Regions from separate parts of the Salvelinus alpinus genome. Here region 1 is linked to region 2. Evidence: chromatin contacts called from public Hi-C data. All regions are on one chromosome and are shown on one strand. Each heading gives the region's core, a stretch centred on a gene start, on an enhancer-like site or on the middle of the called end of the contact. The rest is flanking DNA. Distances are from core to core; before and after follow the strand shown.

What was found. A called contact is a pair of places that touch in the nucleus more often than the background predicts.
Region 1: a Hi-C map of muscle shows a contact between it and region 2, with 3 times the contacts expected there. The contact joins the promoter of LOC139535828 here to the promoter of uroc1 in region 2. A contact is called at or near these places in 2 of 3 Hi-C or Micro-C datasets (muscle and red muscle).

Annotation. Positions count from the first base shown.
Region 1 is chr12:29,025,649-29,031,875 of SLU_Salpinus.1, reverse strand. It overlaps LOC139535828 (transmembrane and coiled-coil domains protein 2-like), which reads right to left and starts at 4,819. Exons shown (of 3, transcript XM_071335660.1): 1 at 4,490-4,819; 2 at 3,543-4,202; 3 at 1-2,921. The coding sequence starts at 4,780. The coding sequence ends at 2,625.
Region 2 is chr12:28,857,074-28,863,936 of SLU_Salpinus.1, reverse strand. It overlaps uroc1 (urocanate hydratase 1), which reads left to right and starts at 5,143. Exons shown (of 19, transcript XM_071335675.1): 1 at 5,143-5,415. The coding sequence starts at 5,290.

The sequences.
Region 1 (6,227 bases), core at 3,570-6,069, 170 kb before region 2:
ATCCCTTCCTCCCTCTCTACAATGCTGTGACAATAGGAAGCTAATGAAAATGAATGCTGGTGTGTTCAGGTAAACTTGCCCTCTACTGACACCTTCCATTACTATACACTCCAACTCACCTCTCCTCTTAACACCCTCCTTACCTTATTAAGCCAGATTGTTAACGTCCAGTATGTTGTTGTTTTGTATTTGTGTGGGTGTGCATGTGTGTGCACCATACTGATATGGTTACGCGACAAATAACAATAAGGATTTTTACCCCTCTGTTAATCCTATTAGTTCCCTTCTCTATACCTAACTCTGTCCTTCATCTCATCCCTTTCCTTCTCTTTCCCCCCTTAGTCTTTGTTCCTCATCTCTCTCATCTCTTATGCCTTCCAGAACAAAGGAAAACCTCTGCAGTGCCTATATAGGAATGAAAGTCACCTTGGGGGAGAGAGAAACGGGAGAGGTAGAAAGAGAGGGAGAAAAACAGCAGAGAGAGTGTGTGTTAGTGAGAGAGAGAAAGAAAAGAGAGAGATTGGCAAGAATAGAAGCAGGAGAAAAAGAGAGAGAGAGCGAGAGATAGGGAGGAGTGGGGAGCACGGATGCGAAGAAAGAGAAAATAGGAGGGGAAAGTGGGATTAGTGGGAAAGGCAGGAAGACTGGAGGGGAGGGAGAGAGAGGAACAGGACACAGTGAGTAACAAAGAGAAAGCACTGCATAGCCCCCTCCATTAGAAATGCAAGTCTCTGCTTTAAAGGTCTAATGCAGCCATTTTCATCTCAATATCAAATCATTTCTGGGTAACAATTAAGTACCTTACTGTGAATGTTTTCAATTAAAATGGTCAAAAATATACAAAAATCGCTTCTTAGCAAAGAGCTATTTCTCAAGCAAGATTTTTGCTAGGACTGTCTGGGAGTGGTCTGAGTGGGGAGTGGAAAATTGAAAACTAGCTGTTATTGGCAGAGGTTTGGAACTATCTTTCTTATTGGTCTATTAACTAATTTACTACTTGATTATGTCAGCAGGCAGGCCAAAACTCCATCCAACCTAAACAGATTGAAATTTCTTTTCAAACCGCTCTTATACCAAAAGGGAGTTATCATAATGTTCACAATTTCACAGTATTATTCCAACCTCATACCGTGGAAACATACACTGAGTATACAAAACATCAAGAACACTCTTTCCATGACATAGACTGACCAGGTGAATCCAGGCGGAAGCAATGATCCCTTATTGATGTCACTTGTTAATTCCATTTCAATCAGTACAGATGAAGGGGAGGAGACAGGTTAAAGGATTTTTAAGCCTTGAGACAATTGAGACATGGATTAGGTATGTGTGCCATTCAGTGTGAATGAGCAAGACAAAAAATTTAACTGCCTTTGAACGGGGTATGGTAGTAGGTGCCAGGCGCACCGGTTTGTGTTAAGAACTGCAACGCTGCTGGGTTTTTCACGCTCAACAGTTTGCTGTGTGTATCAAGAATGTTCCGCCACTCAAAGGACGTCCAGCCAATTCGACACAACTGTGGGAAGCATTAGAGTCAACATAGGCCAGCATTCCTGTGGAATGCTTTCGACACCTTGTAGAGTGCAACTCAACATCAGTGTATATAAAACACAAAAAAATCTAGTTTTTGAGTGCACTGGGCCTTTAATGAATTTAGAGATAGAATAAACACTTATGGTTAGAGTCAACACTGGATGAGAATGTAGATGCATAGTGATGCATCTGTGAGCTAAACCACCACCCCCACAACTACCGAAGCTCTCGCCTGTAACAGCATATAGCCTAAGCATGGCAATGCTCCTACGCATGTACCAACCACAGGCTGTGGGAAAAACTAGAAAGGTAGACTGTCAGCAAGGCCATTTTCATTAGAATTTGCCTGTGGAGAGCATGTAGCCTAGAAAAGTAGGTCAGACAGGCCAATTCCACCTAGGCTTGCTTTGTAGGCCTATTGATTTTTTATTTACACCCAACTTACACCCACAATCAAAGAACAGATTTACACAACTGTGTTCCACACTAGCCCATAGTTTTGAAACCACAACCACCTCTAGATATCATATACAGTATATTGCACTGCGGCAGCCTATAGTCTAATTGCTCAGTCTCCAAATTCAAGCAAGCTACTGTAGGGCAGGCAACTATTAAGTTCAGATTCTATTCTTGCTGAGGTGTGCAGCAGTGTGGCGGTTGTGTGACGTAGCTAGCTAGCTGCCTGTCAGAAAAGCGTTTGTTTTTGACCCCAGGAGGTTCTCAGAGGACGACACTGAATTATTCATTAGGCTCCTCGTGGATCTGATTAAGTGCTGAATTAAATTGATTACAAAAAAATTATTAGCTGCCTGCAACATCAGAATAATGAGTCAGGCATTCTGGAGTGGTTCAATGTTGCAGGCAGCAGTGTAGGCTTTCCTTGGCCTGAGATGAGATGAAAAAAACATTTTATATTCTGTATATTGTTTAAAAATATTTGGATTAAATGCGGGTACAATTTGTGTTGAAAAATATGTATATATTTTTTTAAAGCTTATCTTCTCAGCCACATATGTATCAAGATTTATTTATATCTCATAGGTGGTAGGTCAAGTTTAAACAATGTGTGTAGGTATTGGCCTGTGGAGGGCTCAGCCTGGCAGTAGCCAGAGCACCAGGAAGTCCCAGTGCTTCCAAAGGACGAACAGAAAAAGGGCCAGTAGGATGGTGGCGGCCCCCCGATCTTGGGTCTTTATGAGCGGAGTGATGAAGTTGGCTGGGGTGGAGACGAACACCAGCACTACGGCCATGACAGCCAGGATAATGTTGATGAGTTTGCCCAGCAGGGCGCGGGCGTTGGCGTTCTCCACACCCTCCAACTGCACCACCTGCTGCTGCTGCTGCAGCTCCAACTTAGTGATGCGGGTCAGGCATGACTCCACCGCCTCCTGTACAAACACACACATATAACATAATATGTACAAATACAAACACACCAAACATAAAGTTCCAACAGCTTCAGGGGTACTACAGTATAGGCTCTGATCTGCACTCATACTTGAGGAGCCCATTTTGCCATGAGGCTGTGAGAAAGATGAGCAGTTTTATAGCTAATCTCATGCTATTCTACACATTTTGCAATGAGGCTGAGAATTTAGAATTTTTAAAGCTAATTTCCTGCTATTCTACATATTTTGCCACGAGGCTGAGAGAACATTTTGCAGTTTTATAGCTAATTTCCTGTCATTCTAAAAATGTATGACGTGTTCATTTTCTATCTGGACAGGGGGGACCCAACCTCCAAAATATTGCCTTGCGGGAGCTGCGGGGGTGTGTGGTACGTCAGTGTGTTTCAGTACATCTTATACACAGTGCTGTAGTGGTAAAAAAAAATGGTTGGTAACCGCTGATCGTAGTTCGCAGTGAGTAAAGTAATGCTCCCTAAACTTTCATTGCATTTTTCTGTAAAAGGTGGGTAAATATTCAAAATAAAAAAGGTGAATAAAATGCATTTACATGTGTTTACCCTCCACTACACAGCTGCTTATACACAGTGTCTGCCTCTTTACCTGAGAGTCTCGGGTTATCTCATCAGACTGGTAGGCCACTTTCTCCTCCATGCTGGCCAGCTCATGTTTCAGGTTGGACATCTCCTTCTGGTGCAGCTCTGTCAGGTCATTCAGCTGCTCTTCCAGTCGCTCATACCTGTATCTCTCCTCCTGCAGGCACTGGTTCATGTAGGAGTAGTCACTCTGCAGCTGACTCTTCATGTCCTCGATGGCGTCCTCCATGTGGGCCTGGCTGGCCTTGATCTCCTGCAGGCCTACCGGCTGGTTGTCCCAGGAACTGTGATGGTGGTGCCCATCCAGCCTGGCCGGCCCCAGCCCTAACATCCCCCCTTGTCCCCCGGCCCCGGAGCACTCGTCATCACTGCCGTACTTGGGGCTGGAGGCCAAGGTGAAGCTGCCACTCAGGGGTGCGTCGTCTGAATGCCCCTCTACCGTGTCCTCTATGGTGTCTGTGCTGTCGAATTTGTTGCAGATCAAGCTGGAAAACTCTTTTGGCTTAGATACCACAGCAGTATGGGTAAGTTCTGACACCCCTCCTTTGACCCCCTCCACCACACCTCCACCAAAGCCACTGATCCCTGCTCGTACGTTGGCCCCTACATCCTTCAGCCCCTGCTGCATGTCCACCAGCACATCCTTATGCAGCTGGCCTAGACCATGCTATAAGGAGAAGGAGGTAATGTGAAAGGGGAAACGGTGCAAACTCAAAAGAAGACCACTGAGACATGGAGGACCCATCTCTCTCTCTCTCTGTTTCTCTCTCTCTCTCACACACTCACACACTCACTCACTCACTCACACACACACACACACACACACACACACACACACACACACACACACACACACACACACACACACACACACACACACACACACACACACACACACACACACACACACACACACACACACACACACACACACACACACACACACACACACACCTGCTGTAGCTCCTTCAACTTCTTGCGATAATGCTCTAGCTTCTTGTGCAGGTGGGTGATGGTCTGTGCAGACTTCTGGTTCTTCTTCTCAAACACCTGTCTGATACGGAAAGCCTGATGCCTGTTGGCATTGTGGGCCAGCTTGAAGTACTCAGCCACGTTGTCATCTCGTGCCTCCTGTTCTATGCGAATCTGCTCAGTGATCTTCTGCTGCAGCTTCTCCAGAGCAGTGTGTGTTCGTTGCACCTCGACAACCACTGACCCTTCAGCCCCTCTGTCCACAGCTCCCATCTCTGCCACAGCCCCTGCCCCATCTATGCTGATATGAGAGGTGTCAGAGGCACCATGGCTGGCTGAGGGGGGCAGGCCCAACATTGTCACCTCGCTCTAATCCAGCTAAAAGGGCCAGCGGTGGGGAGGCAGGCGTGATAGAGTGCAGGCAAAGAGAGTGGAGTGAGCATAATTTATGCGAGGGCTGCATTAGACGGTAAAATATCTCTTTAAAGCAAAAAAACCATCACAATGACAGATGTGGTGATTTTTTCCTCGCCCAACCTCCAGCCCCGTCTCAGATCTTCAGCATGGCTCATATACAGTAGGCTCCTGACAGAGCTGCCTTTCAACAGGACGATGTGTATAAATACCATTTTAACAGTGCATAAACTACTTAACTAAGAAATCATGATGTACAGTGCATTGATTCTAACCATAATTATATGGACAAAAATCTGTACTATCAATTAATAGATTTCCCCTCCGTTCAATGCTAATTTCAACGAATGAAGTATCCGGTTGATTTTGGGAAAATATGAGTACAACTGTCTTACCTTTAAAGAAAAAATAAATAAATTAGGTACCCATAACTGCATAGTTCAAATTGCCATAGCTTCAAATTGTTTTGTAGACCACTTATGACATCACCAGGTTACAGGATTTTCCTTTTATGGAATAGAATGTATCTGGTAATTACACTGATTATGACACAGGACTGAACAACATCAAAGCCATAGAGAGTTAGGACAACTTTTTTTAGGACAATGTATAGACAAGACGTTCAGTTACATAACATTTTTAAAATATTTACATAGCATTGTTAAAATAATCCCCATTTAATGTTAATAGGAACATAACATGGCTACCATAAAATGTTGTAGTGTTATGTAAATGCATCACAAGGCTCATAGACATTCAGTTTTACCGTATTTTTTAAATAATCCCCATGTACTGTTAATGGAGAGCTACAGTAGCATGGCTGCCATAGAATGTTGAAGTGTTAAGTAAATACACCATAATGCAGAAACTGCATTGGCCCAACTCTTTAAATACATGGCTCTGTACAACATTGGGTATGTTTACATGCATTCTAATGATTTGATATTAAACTGATTATGCAATATTCATGGTAACAGCTCAAGGTCAAAATCGAAGTAAGCATATGCCGATTAATTAAAACACCTGGTTTTCTGAGCTATCTTTCAAATGATTAGAACATGTAATCACCTTAATCGGCGTTCCAGCGGTGTATTTGATCTGCATATTTGCTAGAACCATCCGAGTGAGCCTCCCTCTTTAGCGCGAGTGAAGTGTTTTCAGAACAACTGAATGTATGTGTCTTAGAAGTAGTTTTCACATACAAACTTTATGTCCGAACTCAGAATCAAATATGCTTCCCAAAAATGGTAGAACCATCATTTTGATTGCCGATGTTGTGCATTTATCAGCGTCATCAGGTAGTCTG
Region 2 (6,863 bases), core at 3,894-6,393:
CTTCTCAAACCCGGCCTGGTTTGCTTGGGTTCCCGGAAGTCTCGCGATCTTGCGCCTCTGGGTTGAGAAACTCTGTGCTGACGTCATCAGATGCACCAATACAAAAACGGTGTACTGTAACCCTTTTCTTAACCTTAACCTAACTCTCCTAACCTGCTGTAAAAATGATCCTAACCTGCTATGAAAAAGTCACTCCAGGTCGTAGCTGTACTCCCTCTAGTCAGAACAATATGAAAGCGCTAGAAACCAGTGGAGGCTGCCGAGGGGAGGACGGCTCATAATAATGGCTGGAACGGAGCAAATGGAATGGCAATTCACCATGTGTTTAATGTATTTCATACCATTCCACTTATTCCGCTCCAGCCATTACCACGAGCCTGTTCTCCCCAATTAAGTTGCCCACAAACCTTGTGTGTTAGCTACTTAGTTGTGAAACTTATCTCCAGGAAACTCGGAACCACATTGACACCTTGAACAGCACAGATAGATACCACATCGAAGAAATGTCCTGGTCAAGGAGGAAGGTAGCCTAACGTTTACTTTACGTATAGCCCAAAGCGCAGCAGATGACGATATTGAGTTCATCTTACCGTCCAAATGACTTGTATGCAGCCGGCAAAACAGTCATATCCCCTGTGGACCGGTTGGAAACCTAAAACATTCTCCATTCAGGCTGCAAAGGCTTCGATTTCCTCAACTTTATTTAATGGCAAAAATATACATACTTTCTTTATGAAACACCATTTACACCACCATGCTAGAATATTGTTTTTGACCAAGGACGCATCCACCAAATCCACCTCCATAAAATCACTCAGCCTATCTATAAATATACAATCACTGTAAAAGCATACCCTATATTGTCTACTTAATCTACTTACATGAAATAGTATATATAGTTAGTGTGTGTAATGTAGAAAAAGTATTGTTGTCCATCAATAATGAGAAACCACCTGGTATTGACAACTTAGATGGAACGCTACTGAGGATGGTAGCGGACTATATTGCCACTCCTATTTTTTATCTATTTTATTTGAGTCTGGAGAAAAATGTTTGTCCTCAGACCTGGAGGGAAGCCAAAGTCATTCCACTATCCAAGAATGGTAAAACACTCTTTACTGGTTTTTAACAACCAACCAATCAGCTTGCTGCCAACTCTTAGCAAACTTTGTAAAAAATAGTGTTTGACCAGATAAATATTTCTCTGTAAACAAATTAACAACAGACTTTCAGCATGCTTATAGAGAGGGGAACTCAACATGTACTGCATCGACACAAATGACTGATTATTGGTTCAAATAAATAAGAAGAAGGATATGGGCGCTGTACTGTTAGATTTCAGTGCAGCCTTTATATTATTGATCATAACCTGTTTTAAAAAAAACTTGTGTTATGGCTTTTCAACCTCTGTCAAATTGTGGATTTAAAGCTATCTATCTAATAGAACACAGAAGGTTTTCTTTAATGGAAGCTTCTCTAATGATAAACATGCCGCATAGCAGCTCTATTGGCCCTCTACTCATTTTTATTTTTACCAATGACCTGCCACTGGCATTAAACAAAGCCTGTGTATCTATGTATGCTAATGATTCATCCCTATACGTGTCAGCAACCACAGCTAGTGAAATCACTGCAACCCTAAACAGAGTTGTAGTCAGTTTTAGAATGGGTGGCTAGTAATAAACTAGTCCTAAACATATCTAAAACTAAGAACATTACATTTGGTACAAATCATTCCCTAAGTTCTAGACCTCAGCTGAATCTGGTAATGAATAATGTGGCTGTTGAGTGAGACTAAATTACTTGGTGTCGCCTTGGATTGTAAACTGTCATGGTCAAAACAGGGCAGCAGCTACTCTTCCTGGGGTTCAAACACACCAAAGCACCCACTTTACATATAAAATAAAAGATAAATCAGTTGAACTATGTTTGTACTGAATGAGCTAAAGATAAAACAGTTCATCACATAACATCCCTACACCACCACATATCCACAACACAAAAGTTTCAATACCACCATACAACAATACCCCAATTTGTGCATATTGATTCAATGGTTGTGAAGATGGGAGTTGTAGCGTTGTAGCGATGAGACAAGATAGTAATTACTAACAATTGGATACCATGAAATTGGGGAGAAAAAGGGTGTAAAAGTTTTTTTTTTTAAAGATTTTAAAAAGATTTTAAAAAAAGCAGAGCATCTTTTTATGACGGACAGACCTCTGTCCGTCATAAAAAATTGCTCTGCTTTTTTTTTCTCTTAAAAAAGAAATAATTTTAGCCCCTTTTTCTCCCCAATTTCGTGGTATCCAATTGTTAGTAATTACAATCTTGTCTCATGGCTACAACTCCCGTACGGGCTCGGGAGAGACGAAGGTCGAAAGCCATGCGTCCTCCGAAACACAACCCAACCAAGCCGTACTGCTTCTTAACTTAACACAGCGCGCATCCAACCCGGAAGCCAGCCGCACCAATGTGCCGGAGGAAACACCGTGCACCTGGCGACCTTGGTTAGCGCGCACTGCCGCCGGCCCACCACGGGAGTCGCTGGTGCGTGAAGGGACAAGGATATCCCTACCGGCCAAACCCTCCCTAACCCGGACGACGCTAGGCCAATTGTGCTTCGCCCCACGGACCTCGCAAACCCAGAATCTCTGGTGGCACAGCTAGCGCTGCGATGCAGTACCCTAGACCACTGCGCCACCCGGGAGGCCCTATGCTCTGCTTTTTTGACACCACACTCCACAAATCAAGTCATGCAGGGTCTAGTTTTATCTTATCTTGATTATTGACCAGTCATATGGTCAGGTGCTGCAAAGAAAGACCTAGAAAAATTACAGCTGGCCCAGAACAGAGTGGTACATCTTTCTCTTCACTGTTATCAAAGGGCTAATATCAATACTATGCATGCCAGTCTCTCTTGGCTAAAAGTAGAGGAGCAACTGACTGCATCACTTCTTGTTTTTATAAGAAACATTCATGTGTTGAAAATGCCAAATTGATTGCATAGTCAATTTACACACAGCACTGACACCCACACTTACCCCACCAGACATGCCACCAGGTGTCTTTTCACAGTCCCCAAATCCAGAACAAATTCAAGAAAACTTAGACTATTATATAGAGCCATGATTGCATGGAACTCCATCTCAGATTGCTCAAGTGAACAGCAAACCTGGTTTAAAAAAAACAAAACAGATAAAGCAACACCTCACCGCACAACGCCTCTCCCCTATTTGACTTAGGTATTTTGTGTGTATGTACTGATATCTAGGCTGTGTAGGGGAGAATATAATATCTATATAATGCTATGTTTTAAATGTATGTAGTTCTGTCCTTGAGCTATTCTTGTCTCTTAATGTTCTGTATTATTTCATGTTTTGTGTGGATCCCAGGAAGAGTAGCTGCTGCGATCACAATAGCTAATGGGGATCCTAATAAAACACCAAATACCAAATGTAACAACATAGTGTGGTCAAAGACTTATTAACTTAGTTGTAGTCACAATCTGGTTACCTATAAGTACAAACATCGTTATGTTTTGGGGTTATTACATATTTATTAACTTATTTCCGGATATCTTCTAAACTATCCACAATTTACTATTTCTCAACATCATATGTAGGATCTACTCGGTGCTATCTCAGTAGCTAGCTCAAGCTGACTAATGTTAGCCACACCTCATGCTCTTCACAGACATTGTGCTGTGTTATCTAGTGGGAACCCTTTAGCACGGTAGGCTCTGGTGCCTTCTTGACATGGGCTCAAAATGAAAGAGAAATTCATACCTGCTTCTCTAATTGTGTAGTACCTCGTCTGTTCTCCTTTTAGTTTTATAAACTTTTCGCCATGTACTCTGTGAAGTAGGCTTCGGGAGTTTTGTAACTTTTTCCACCTTGGCTTAGTGCTAGAGCACTAGCTGACTGACATCTGGAATCTATCTATTTAGGATTTATTTTCCAGGATTTCCCTGACTCTATCGGCCCGTTGAAGCACCGCCTCCCCCTCGCTTTGGTTGCTAACTCAGCCTGCACTCTTTTAAAAGTTTTAACATCAGATGGGCCCCAGCCATCAATCTGTAAGTCTCTGCTCTCTCTTTGTTTATGTTTTAGTTGTGTATCATTAATTGGGTTCTAGCTGGTCTCCAGTAGTTGGGCTCTAGCTTGACAACAATAACCATGGTGGTTGGCTAGGCTGGTTAAGCTAATAGCTAGGTGGCTAAATAGCCAACGTTAGCTTGCTGGCTAGCTTGCTGGCTGTGATAACTGCATAAAGCTAACATTCTTCGATAACTGGTTAGATGGCGTTCTGTTTTTCCAAAACGTTGGTTTATTTTAATGTAGCTGCAAACTAAGTGTTGATATCACTGAATGAGTCAGCCAGTTGCTAACGTAACATTAGCAGTCTGGTAGGGCTAACATTAGCAAGCTAGTAGGGCTAACGTTAGGAGGCTGGCAATCTTGCAAGTTGATTTGTACGTTTTCGTGCGAAGACAGATTCTCGGGATGTCTCATGGTCTGACAAACACTGCTGTAGCTCGGCCACCTTCCACTGCAGATGCGGAAGGCTGACATATGCTGATGCAGTGGATTGAGACACAGACCAAGCAAAAAACATGATATCTATAGCTTAACTGACAGATTTTGATGGGGATTTCTTTATTCTATTATTTAGATTGAATCACGGGTGGACTCTTAAGGTGTGTTTGTGTGGGGGTAACATGGGCCTTGCCAAAGGTTCTGAGATGCGCATGTGAGTGTGTTTTTCTTTTGTGTAACTGAGTTACATGTTTTAGCTGAGTGGTCAGAGGTCAGTGCTCGTTTGCATCCTAAATGGAACCCTATTCCTTAAGTAGTGTACTACTTTTTATTAAGGCCCATAAGGCTGGCTCTAGTCATAAGTCATGCACTACTTAGGGAATAGGGTGCCTTTTGGGATACATCCCCAGTGTTTGTCGACTGAAGCGTGTGCAACATCATGTTCACTAGAAAATAAATTATTACCACACACCCTTCTCTGGCTCTGCCCTGCTATTGGTGGGGTGAGGAGGGGAAAGAGGCCAGATAGCCAATGGGAGTGGCGATAGGAGGGTGACCCTTATCTCAACCTTATACAGGTAGCTGTCCCACAGACTACAGACCCTTTACTCTGATAAACAGTTGTCAGCAGTGAGCTACAGAGCTGCGTGCCCATTTTCCTGCGTTCCCAGACATTGTGTGTCTCTCTGGGTTTGTCTCTCCTCTGATCCTGCTTAAATTGCCCATAGTGTGACAGGACACAGTGGACAGGATGTCAAACCTGAAGGAGTTGTGTAGCGGCCTGCCTCTGGACCCCATGCCATCCAATCGGGGCCGGGACCCCAGTGTGCCACATGCACCCGTCAGGATGCCCAACCTCACTCCAGAGGAGGAGAGGGTGAGTCCACAGACGTACTGTCACATCTCTGAATGCAGAACGTGTCAACGAGCATTGACGTCATACTCAGGGATTTATCTGCAGATTTAGTATTGCAATACTGAAGTATTTTTGCTTTTAAGGCCTCTCTGTATATCTATGAGTGAAACCATGATGCTTTTAATGTGGTATGTTAGTAGTAAACTAGACCAAAGATGCATATCTTCACAAGATGATTATACATCTACACTGAGTATACCAAACCCGACCCCCTTTTGCCGTCAGAACAGCCTCAATTTGTCGGGGCATGGACTCTATAAGGTGTCGAAAGCATTCCACAGGGATGCTGGCCTATTTTGACTCCAATACTTTGCACAGTTGTGTCCTTTGGGTGGTGGACCATTCTTGATACACACGGGAAACTATTGAGAGTGAAAAACCTAGCAGCATTGCAGTTCTTGACACAAACCAGTGCGCCTGGCACCTACTACCATACCCAGTTCAAAGGCACTTAAATCTTTTGTCTTGCCCATTGACACTCTGAATGGCACACAATCACAATTAAATCAAATCAAATCAAATGTTATTGGTCACATACACATGGTTAGCAGATGTTATTGCGAGTGTAACAAAATGCGTATGCTTCTAGATCCGACGGTGCAGCAGTATCTAACAGGTAATATCTAACAATTCCACAACAAAACATAATACACACAATCTAATAAAGGAATGGGATGAGGATATATAAATATAAAACATGTGGATGAGCAGTGACAGAGCGGCTAAGATGCAATAGATAGTAAATAATAGATAGCGAAGGATGCAGTATACAGTATAAAATGTACATATGAAATGAGTAATGCAAGATATGTAAACATCCTTAAAGTGTCATTATTAAAGTGACTAGTGCTCCATTTATTAAAGTGGCCAATGATATCAAGTCTGTAGGTAGGCAGCCGCCTCTCTGTGCTAGTGGTGGCTGTTTAACAATCTGATAGCCTTGAGATAGAATCTGTTATTCAATCTCTCTGTCCCAACTTTGATCACCTGTACTGACCTCGCCTTCTGGATGGAAGCGGGGTGAACAGGCAGTGGCTTGGGTGGTTATTGTCCTTGATGATATTTTTTGCCTTCCTGTGACATCGGGTGTTGTAGGTGTCCTGGAGGGCAGGTAGTTTACCCCCGATGATCTTTTGTGCAGACCGCACCACCCTCTGGAGAGGCCTACAGTTGTGTTTAATAGTCACAGTGGGTATAACATCTCCAATACATTTCCTTGTAAACTCGCTCACCGAGTCAGCGTATACGTCAATGTTATTGTCTTAGGCTACCCGGAACATATCTCAGGCCACGTGATCGAAGCAATCTTGAAGCCTGGATTCTGATTGGTCAGACCAGTGTTGGATAGACCTAAGCACGGGCGCTTCCTGTTTTAGTTTATGTCTATAGGAGGGAAGCAACAAGATGGA